Regions from separate parts of the Mus musculus genome. Here regions 1 and 3 are each linked to region 2. Evidence: chromatin contacts called from public Hi-C data. All regions are on one chromosome and are shown on one strand. Each heading gives the region's core, a stretch centred on a gene start, on an enhancer-like site or on the middle of the called end of the contact. The rest is flanking DNA. Distances are from core to core; before and after follow the strand shown.

Evidence for each region. A called contact is a pair of places that touch in the nucleus more often than the background predicts.
Region 1: a contact with region 2 is called in a Hi-C map of B cells, with 13 read pairs. The contact joins the enhancer-like site here to the promoter of Tspan5 in region 2. A contact is called at or near these places in 2 of 39 promoter capture datasets (liver and pre-B cells), 1 of 15 datasets of contacts at CTCF or cohesin (pro-B cells), 1 of 484 Hi-C or Micro-C datasets (B cells) and 1 of 115 datasets of contacts at active chromatin or transcription factors (large pre-B cells).
Region 3: a Hi-C map of B cells shows a contact between it and region 2, with 7 read pairs. The contact joins the enhancer-like site here to the promoter of Tspan5 in region 2. A contact is called at or near these places in 1 of 39 promoter capture datasets (hippocampal neurons), 1 of 484 Hi-C or Micro-C datasets (B cells) and 4 of 115 datasets of contacts at active chromatin or transcription factors (effector CD8 T cells, embryonic stem cells, memory CD8 T cells and 1 more).

What each region holds. Positions count from the first base shown.
Region 1 is chr3:139,244,192-139,247,535 of GRCm38.p6, reverse strand. All of the region lies in intron 6 of Stpg2 (sperm tail PG rich repeat containing 2), which reads right to left. Among named protein-coding and RNA genes, the nearest start is that of Stpg2, 40 kb to the right of the region's middle. Within about 2 kb of position 2,070, at least 48 of the 459 cell types and tissues checked have an H3K27ac peak or open chromatin away from gene starts, as enhancers often do. A contact at or near this core is called in B cells, pre-B cells and pro-B cells, where this site is marked.
Region 2 is chr3:138,740,668-138,744,166 of GRCm38.p6, reverse strand. It overlaps Tspan5 (tetraspanin 5), which reads right to left and starts at 1,959. Exons shown (of 8, transcript NM_019571.5): 1 at 1,507-1,959. The coding sequence starts at 1,587.
Region 3 is chr3:139,040,667-139,044,055 of GRCm38.p6, reverse strand. All of the region lies in intron 2 of Rap1gds1 (RAP1, GTP-GDP dissociation stimulator 1), which reads left to right. Among named protein-coding and RNA genes, the nearest start is that of Rap1gds1, 33 kb to the left of the region's middle. Within about 2 kb of position 2,000, at least 138 of the 459 cell types and tissues checked have an H3K27ac peak or open chromatin away from gene starts, as enhancers often do. A contact at or near this core is called in B cells, effector CD8 T cells and memory CD8 T cells, where this site is marked.

The DNA.
Region 1 (3,344 bases), core at 821-3,320, 500 kb before region 2:
AACCCAGTTGTCCTTCAACAGAAGAATGGATACAGAAAATGTGGTACATTTACACAATGGAATACTACTCAGCTATTAAGAATGAGGACATCCTAAGTTTGGAAGGCAAATGGATGGAACCAGAAAATATTAACTTAGGCCCCAAAGGACATGCATGGTATGTACTCACTAATAAGTAGATATTAACCAAAAAATAATAATAATACAGAATACCCCAAGATACAGTTCACAGAACTCAAAAAGGTCAACAAGCCGAAGGGCCCAAGTGAGGATGCCTCAATCCCACTTGAGAGAGAGAAGAAAGCAATCACAAGGGGGGACCTAGCTAGGAAAGGGGACACGGAGGGGGAGAGGGGAATATGATCAGCAGAAAGAATGGAAACAGGCAACCTCAGAAGGTAGGAGGTGGGGAGAACCTCCAAAATGTACCAGACCTGGGAGGTGAGAGACTCCAGGACTCAAAGGGAGGGACCTTAGATGAAATGCCCTACAGTACAGAGAGGGAAGTTAAACTTTTTTTTTTCCAGTTTTAACTTTTTTTTTTTGGTTTCATTTTTTAAAATTGTTTTCTTTATTTACATTTCAAATGTTATCTATCCCCTTTCCTAGTTTTCCTTCTAAAAATCCCCTATCTCCTACCCCCTACCACTGCCTCTCAACCCACCCACTTCCATTCCTGGTCCTGGCATTCCCCTATACTGGGGCATAGAGCCTTCACAGGACCAAAGGCCTCTCCTCCCATTGATGACTGACTAGGCCATCCTCTGCCACAAATTCCACCATGTGTTTTCTTTGGTTGTAAATTTCACTAGGTGGCGCCAAAACTTTGACCATCATTCTTGCCCAGCTGTGAACTCTGTCAGCTACAGTGACGACCTGTTTAGGAAGGTAAGCTCGCTGGTGCAATGGTGGCACAGATGCCCAGGAGGTATCTTAACACCTGCTTTACTTATTAGGGCCAGAAACTAGGCTTGTTAAAGGTCCTAGGGGAAAACCACAATGATTAATCCGCAAAATAGATATTGTATATAACTGACTCCTAATGACTTCTTGTTATACCCATAGACAATTCCAATATGCTGTATTAACCAGCAGAGCTCCTTACATATGACCATAAAGTTGCGTAGCTATGATACATTACGTATCCAAACTAAGTACTCGCTGGTACTTCATTTAAAAAGTTTGTGACCTTTATTTATGAAACCATTCTTCTTTTTCATATAGAATGAACTATTTCTTCTTTTTCTTCCTCTTTTCATGTGTGTGTGTGTGATGTACATACATGCATGTTTGAATATTCACATATGTGCAAGCGCTCAAGTATAATGGAGGCCCAAGGGCCTGCAATCTTCTGTGATTGTTTTTCCACCTTCTTCTTTGAGGCAAGGTGTCTGAGATCATGCCCACCCAACAGTTACATAGGTTCTGGGGATAAGGACTCTGATCCTCTTGTTTGTATAGCAAGCACTTTAATCACTGAGCCAACTCCTCAGATCACTTTGGATCTTTAGCATACTGTGATGGTTTGTATATTCTTGGACCAGGGAGTGGCACCATTTGAAGGTGTGGCCTTGTTGGAATAGTGTGTCACTGTGGGTATGGGCTTAAGACCCTCACCCTAGTTGCCTGGAAGTCAGTCTTCCACTAGCAGCCTTTGGATGAAAATGTAGAACTCTCAGCTGTACCTGAGCTATGCCTGCCTGGTTACTGCCATGCTCCCACCTTGGTGATAATGGGCTGAACCTCTGAACCTGGAAGTCAGCCCCAATTAAATGTTGTTTTTTTTTATAAGACTTGCGTTGGTCATGGTGTCTGTTCACAGCTGTAAAGCCCTAACTAAGACAAATACCAATGTCTACAAAAGATCATAAGAGTCAGAGGTTGGAGAAGATCAGGGTCAAATAGCATCCCCAAGACATGACAGCACCCTCATGAATTCACAGTAAGCATGGTTGCCTGCTTTAAACCTATACAGGATCAAGCTAGTCAGTGGTCTAAAATGGGGGGAGAAAGGACTTACAAGGCCCTATCTTAACTGAAAAGCTATTAATAGTTGATTGTTTCTAAAGGAAGAAGAGTCGGTTTCCTTTAAGGATGTGGTCAACTACACTCCAGTGAATGGCTTGTGAGTATTGGGGCAACAGAAAGCAGACTCGGGGCTTTCTTTTGTTTTGTTTTTTTAGAGAGAGAGTACAGGAAGTTGAGAAGTAATGAGGAAGTGGGGAATCAATCTAGAAAGATTTAGAAAGAAGAGTTGGAGGCAAATGTGATCAAAATATACTGTAGGAAATTCCCAACTTAAAATTAAAAAATATATTAAAATAAAATATGTAAGTATTCTGCCAACCACTTCCTTGACACAATACAATTTCTAAAATTACCATCAATATGTCCTAGAGTTTTCCATGTGCAACAAAAAATAGTGATGTACAATATGATATTCATGAGATAATATGTTGCCACATATCTTATAATTACGATAAGTGAAAGACAATGCAAAAACAAATCAAAACTGGAGATAAAGAAAGAACTGTAAGTTAAAACAGTTTTTCTAAATGTGAACTCAAAGTTAAGACATCAATACTATTTTATTAGAAATGTAAGGTCCTACATGATATAAAATGACATGACAGTATGAGGAAATCACGCTTTTATACAATACCTATCACTCAAGTCCTTACCATATCCTAGGCACTGCGGTAAATACTAAGAACACCACACTGAATAAGGCATGATCCCAAACTCAGGAATATGATCAAAGGAAAAATCCACAAATGGTAATATTCAAAAAAATTAAAATTCACTCCATTGCTATTGACTACAGTTCATCGTGTTGTTATTTTACCTATTTCAAAAGTGTTTTTAATCACTTTAGACTGTGGTGAGCAGTGTAATAATACAGGCAATCTTATTATAACCTTAAAATCATCTAATATAAACTTTTCTCCTCTAAGAAAATGTAACATCATAAAAAGAGGATTTTTAATGCAATTGTTAACTTTAATAGACACCAAAAATTTGCCACTAAACATCATCTTGAGGACTAGTTTGAGGTGAAATGAAAGAATATTAGCCTAACATGATGGTACTTTGGATTCTGTCTTCAATGCAGTCAGAAAAATACTTTTGACAATAATTTATTTGTATTTCAATGACAAAAATCTTATGCATATGTATAAATAAGTTCTGTTGATAAATAAAACCTTAACAGAAAACAAAAGCTTTATCATGTTTTAGATTCAGTTTCAGAATACAGTTTTACACTATAATATAAAATTACTTCATATATCCACTAGAACCTACCAATCAACATGAATAATTTTATCTGGTTTTTAAAGAATAAT
Region 2 (3,499 bases), core at 710-3,209:
TTATCACTGACAGAAAAAAAAACAAAACTACTCGTGAATGGCTGTATATGGTATTTGTTCCCACACTCCCTCATCAATCTGGTCCAGTCCTGAGGACAGATGACATGCTGACACAAAGTCCATTTCCTTTCCTTTCACAAAACACACATAGCTACTCTGAGAGAAAATAAAATAAGCTGGTAAGTGAGGGGGTGGGCAGAAGATCAGCATAACTACAACTATTCTCACAGATGTTTATGTCTACAGCAAACAGCCACAATTAAGGGGAGTCCAAATTAAAATGTCCTGGATTCAGACCACTGGATCATTGTTTACCTCGCAGAAACTTGGGGATATCCCTATGGTCCGCCACCATCTTTCCCTCCCATGGAGAGAGAGGTGCCAGGGAGGAAGGCGACCCCGGATGGAAATAGGTGGGCTGAAAAATAACACGGTCTGCCAACCAATGCCAACCAACCAACCAACCAACAAACCATTTCCCCTCTTGTCCTAGAGAACTCTTTGTCTGGTTGCTGAACACGTTTGGAAGGTCTCAGAAAAGAATCACAACAAAAGAGTAGGGTCCCAGCCTGATTACAATAGGCACCCGGCACGAGGGAGTGTCACGCAGAGCACGGTTGGGAGCCGGTTTGCAAGCCGCGGCTCACCTGCTCTGCCAGCAAAACAGGTCTTACACACCTTCTCCTTTGCATGTCTCCAAGGGTTCCGAAAACCTGTGTGTCACCCCTTTAAAAGGGGAAGACGCGAGGCACGCGCACACCGAAACATATGTTGACTGATGACTAGTTATTCCACAAGGATACACAGAGAAATAAATCCCTCCACCCTGCACGCCCACTTGGCCAGTCCATTATGCAAAGGGAGCGCTTTACTGCCGGAGAGGAGCATGCAGGACGTGTTATTTACGTGCACATTACAGAGCCACACACCACGGCATCTGCATCCTACACAAAGCCGGAGATGGTGCAAGGAGATACACGCTGAGCACGGCACAGACCAGCCGCGGCAACACCGAGCCAAGCCCTCGGCCAATCAGATCGGCGCTGGAAGGTGGATCTCGGGGTCGGCTCTGCCCGATTAGCCTGCCCCATTATGACACCACGCTCTGCCCAACATCCAGATCCCACGGGAAGCAAATCTAATCCGTGTGCTCCCTCGTTTCTCAAACTGCCGAGCCGTCCTCCCATTTGTACCCCAGCTTTTCGCGCCCCCCCCACCCCCTTAAAAAAAAAAGAAAGAAAGAAAGAAAAGAAAGAAAAAAGCCACCCCGAGGCCTGGCTGCCCCCTGCCCGGCTTGGTTCCTCTTTTCACCTCCTCCGAGTCCTGGAAAGGATGAAGTGTTTCTCTCCCCCGCGCTCGAGCCGGGAAGGCGGAAGGTAGACGCCTCTCGCCGCGACTGGGGCAGGAGCTCCGGGGGCGGCGAAAAGTAAAGCAGCGACCACGGCGGGGGACCGTCGCCCACCCATCCGCCACAGCACTTGGAAACCCAGGAGCGCTCCAACTTACCCAAAATATGACATTGAAGCCAAAAATGAAGTATTTGATGCAACAACTGACTTCAGGACCCTTGTAGTGCTTCCCGGACATCCTCTGGGTTCATGAAGACACTTGCCCCGCCAGCCCGAGTTTGGAGCCCCGGAGCACCCCGGCTCGGAGCAGCCCGGCGAGCAGTGGGGCACGCGGGGCTCAGCCGCGCGGACCGAGCAGCTCCGGCACCTCCAGCCGCGGGCCTCCGAGGCCGCCGGGGCGCGGTGGCCGCAGCCTCCGGGAAGCCTCCTCGAACCGGCACGGAGCACAAAGCGGGAGCTCCGCGTCGGTGCGCCAGGCGGCGGGTCCGGCGCTCGGTCCCCGGGCTCCGGGCAGAGGCGGCCGCGCAGATGCCGGCGGAGACGCTGCCCGCCGCCCGCTCGCGCGCCTCCCACCGCTCGCTCCTCCCGCCGCTCGCTCCGCCCGCCCCGGCCCGCAGCTCCGCCCGGCGCCTGGGTCGGCGAGGCGCGCGCGCGCTCGACTCGTGCTCGGGAGCTCCCGAGAGGCAGCCGCACGACGCAGCCGCGCCACCTCTGTCGCGGTCCGCGTGTCTCTCTGTTTCTTCGCCTCCTTTCTCCCCGACCCTTCTTCCCGAGCCCCTTGCCGCCGAGAGAGACGAGGGAACACCCCGTAGCTCACAGACCTAAAGCAGCCAGGGCAGAGGGACCGGACCCCCGTGGATGAGCTGCGGGTCCTTCTCTTGGCCACCAGCAGCTCCGGAGGGACCCTGAAAAAGAGGGTGGCTTCGGGGAGCGAGGGCTGGGTGAGCGCCCTCCTCCCAACACACACACACACACACACACACACATACACACGGTCCCCTTGCCACCTAATCACACCGACCTCCTCCTGCATTGCTATGAGGAAGAGCAGACACCTTCCTTGCCACCCAACAGCAGAACAGGCGGGCTTCGTTGAGATGTTCAAGAGGGATCTAGGCCATTAAAGAGGAGAGAATGGAGGAGTGGGTATCTCAAAGGATACTCTATCTCTCTGACTAATCCACTCTTCCCAACGGCCAAAGAAACGAATCATCCTGCAAGTGGAGGCGAGCAAGAGAAGCTGGCCCAGAGGCGTCCTGACCCAGGTCCACTTCCACACCACGAAATTTTTCTCACCTTTGATGAAACATTCTCAAAGGAACACACCTGCCTCCTAGCTCAGGAAGCGATGCAGGAGTTACATACAGGACTGTCTCCCTCTGGGAAATCCCAGTTGGGTTTATAGATGCAGGGCACTCCTGACCTCTGGGAGAGGACAGAACTGGAGAGTGGAAACTTTGAGAAGCACGGGTGAGCAGGTACCCGGCAGTTGTCTATGTACACTCTTCAGGCACTTGGCACACGGGCAGGGAAACAGATGCCAGGGTTTTGTGGGATGAGAAGAAAGGGCAGCTTAGAAGTGTGTGGCAACATCTAGGGGAACTGACTTTAGTCTTTAGACATCCATGGTAGAAAAAGATAAGAATTTCCAGAACCAGCCAGTGAGTCTGGGCCCAGAACTTTGCATGTTTAAGAGGCTCTGCAGATGATGCCATCAGGGTGGCGGTGGAGAACTTGAGGTCTCAAAGTCTTCTGCCTAGGATTTTGCTGAGTAACTTCCTCTGCCTTTTGCTCAAAATCTGCAACCTGCAGTCAAGCTCTGATAAGGCAAGAAGTTTCCTTTTTACCTGCAGTAACCTCTTTCTAGATGGACCTGGCTTTCAGGAGGCTATGTTACAATCACAGTTGCGAATCCGGGTACCCAAAAGGCAGGAGGGCCAGGAACACTACTCACTCCATACCATGTCTCTGGCAAGCAGTGGATGAAATCACCCTAGCTCCCTCCACCCAGCCCAAGCAATGGCCCCCATCGGGCTCCTTATTAACAGGAGTGACCTGACAAGCTTTACCTAAGCCTACACGTGCTGCTGTGATGCTTTCTGTATATAAATAGATCCACTGCTGCAGAACACAGGAAAAGTCAGAGCAGA
Region 3 (3,389 bases), core at 751-3,250, 300 kb before region 2:
TTTCAGCAAGTGTTTGCTGAGTTCTAGTATGGTTACAGTGTTTCATTCTCATTTGGGAATTTAAAACAGTGAATAGCCTGTGGTATCCAAATATTTTGGGGTCTCGGTCACCTTGCAAGAGAAACTACTAGAGGATCCAGAGGTGTCCTGCAGCTCATTCTACTGTTTTTAAACTTCCACCTGGCTGTAATTCTAAGCACGTACTTTTGTGTACAAGTTGTTCATGCAACTTCTCTGAATGTGTGTGTCTTGTTAGTCTTCGCCTGTGCTATGCCTTTAGTAGTAGCAAAACTTGCTTCTGTATAAGGGACTGAAAAACCAGATATCAGAAGCTTCACTAAATCTACTCTTAATGATGTGCTGCTATGTGGAGAAATGGAAAAAAAAGTATTGTTTAACTTTTTCATAGCATTGTCTAGAATAAATTTCACTCTTTTTTTCTTCCCCATTATCAAATGCAGAAATAGAAGTTGTTTTCTGTGCAGGCTAAATTCAGTTGTTTATTTTTATTTATGTTATATTTCTTAGTTGTTGTTTCCATGGCTTGCTATATGTTTATGGCTAATACTAATGATATACTATAGGTTTTTTTTGTTTTGTTTTGTTTTAACCAAAGAAATAGAGCATTTAAGAATATGTGAGGGGCTGGAGAGATGGCTCAGCAGTTAAGAGTAGTATCTGCTCTTCCAGAGGTCCTGAGTTCAATTCCCAGCAATCACATGGCAGCTCACAACTGTCTAAACTCTACTTCCAGGGAATCTGACAGCCTCAAAGACCATCCCACATTTAAAAAAAAAAAAAAGAAAAGAAAAGAACATGTGAAAGAGGGCTAAAGAGGTGACTCCTCAAACAGAAGCACTTGTTGCTCCTGCAGAGGACCCATATGCAGCTCCCAGCATTCACATGGGCCTCATAACCACCCTAAACTCCAGTTTCATGTGATCCAGTTCTTCTGACCTCTGTGGGCACAAGGCATGCATATGTGCACATACATCAGTGTAGGAAAGAACAAAAGAAAAAGGTAATGTATGACCATCTCAGCTAAACTAAAGAAGTCAGGTAAAAAGCCATGGTAGTTCTGATGAAGTGAGTCTTTAAGACCTCCACCTAATAATGGTCGTTAAAACTCCATGCAGCTCACTTAGGAAATAAGATAAACCAATTAAACATATCTGTGCCTTCATCAAAACTAGGAGATAGGTTTCACATTATTAGGAGAAAAAAAAAAGCGTAGCTTACTCAGTTAAAGATACTTTCTAGAGAGATTTTTGCCAAGACTGCATAAACTACCCAGTAAGAACAGAACAGGAAACCATGCACCCTAGGGTGAGAACCACCATTTCCTTTTTCTTCAGAGAGGAAACTCCAGACTGGGTAGGGCATTTTTTAGACCTTTGTCTTGGGCTAGATTGCAGTACTGGCTGTTTAAAAGTTCATGGGAAACCAAGCTTAGTGGTGCTTGCTTGTGGCTCCAGTTAAAGGCTGGAGGGGGGAGGAGCTTCAGGTTGAAGAATCACTTGAGCATGCAAGTGATATATGCAAGGTCCTGTGACAAAGGTGGCACACAGATCTCACGTGCCAATCAAGAGGACTATTATGGGGAGTGAAGGAGTTACTCGAAACTCTTGGATGCCTGGTGAAATGCAAGAACCAAGAAGAAGTTAAGTGACTATAGAAATAAGAATAGCACAAGATTATAAGACATGCAATACTAATTAATTTTGTGTTAACCATGACCATAATACCAGCCAGAAACAAGAGAGGGAAAGTTGATTTTTTTTGAATCAGAAGGTCCAGTCCATCATGAAGAGGAAGAGGAAGAGGAGGAGGAGGAGGAGAAAGAGGAAGCACAGTGATGTAAGCATGAAAAGCCAAGCAGTCGGGAGGGCCAGCAGCAGGAAGGGAAGCAGGGCAGGACTGGGGACGGAGGAGAGGGGAAGCACGCACGCTGAGCTAGCTTTTTCTTTCCCCCACCTTTCTTCTGTCTGACTCCCACTTAGCCCATGGGGTGATGCTACCCACATCCAGAATGTGTCTTCTCACCCTGGCTCTGTTGTCTCTTGAAGCACCCTCTCAGATAGCAAGGGGTGTTCCTCTGAGCTTCCTTGATCATTGCAAATTCAGTCAAGTTGTCCGTGACAAGTAACTATCACACACACTAAGTCCTTTTGGTTGGTTAGACGTGAGAGGTTTTGAAAGAAAGTCTAGGTATTCATCTCAGGTCTTTACCATTACTGTATTTAAGTTGTATTCAATTACTCATTGAATCAAGATTTCTGCTGAGGTATATAAAGAAGAAAGCAGAAAACAAACAAAACCCAAATATCTTAGCTACCAAAAACATTCTTTTTCCCAATAAAAACGATTTATGAAGCAGTTACCAAAAACAAACAACCCACTGTAACTTTTACTAATATCATTAGGTAAGCTTTTGAAAACATAAAAAGGAAAAACCGAGTCAGAAACTTTAAAACCTAAGTGTGTAAAGGCCAGGAAGATGTAAAGTTAGGGTTGACCAGAAGAAATGAAAGAACGTGACAAGCACTTAAGAAATTTATAGTAAATTAAATGTGGCTGAAAATATGGGAAAGAAAAGGTTGAAATTAAAAAATAAAAAAAGAATGAATCAGAGAAGACATGATTAATATCAAAGATAGATCAGTATCATTTCTGTAAAGGTGATGTAATTAGAGTCCTAAAGACAAACCAGTCAAAGAAAGCAATACAGAAGATAAACATCCTACAAATAAAGGAAGACTGACCTCTATCAAAAGGATCCAGCAGGTACTTGTAAAAATTGACCTTTCATGTCACAGTGACCCACAGTAAAATTCTTAGGATTTTTAGATTTTATTTGATTTTATAGCGATCATTCCGACACTGAGTTGTTGTCGGTAAAGACCACGTGAAGCTCTAGTACGATACGGTTACGTCATTGAGTGAAGTTAACTGATGTCCTCAGTCATGTGTAAGAATCTTCATTATTAGCAGATCTAGTTGCTGTTGGTTAAGGGGCACAAATATGAAAGCTCTCTAAGTAAAGAACCTGTAACTTTGAGAGTGCTTAGCACTCATGTCAGCATTACAAGGTATGGCTCCATTCCTCCTGACACAGAGTCACCCATGTGCTGTGTGCTTCCGCCGCTTGGCCTTCAGGAGCTGCCTCAGTTTTCAGTGCTGTGTCAGGTCAACTTCTCTGAAAGGTTGACCCTGGTAGTATCTTCTTACTTGTCCTCAAATGGCCTTTATGTTACTTAGTAATGGCCCCCAACTCAAAAGTGGTAATGTTTGCCATTTGATGATGCTAAAGAGAGCCCACCAAGTATCCCCTTTAGATGAAAAGGGAGGGGTTCTCACTGAACAGAAAGAAAAAAAATGTATGCCGTTAT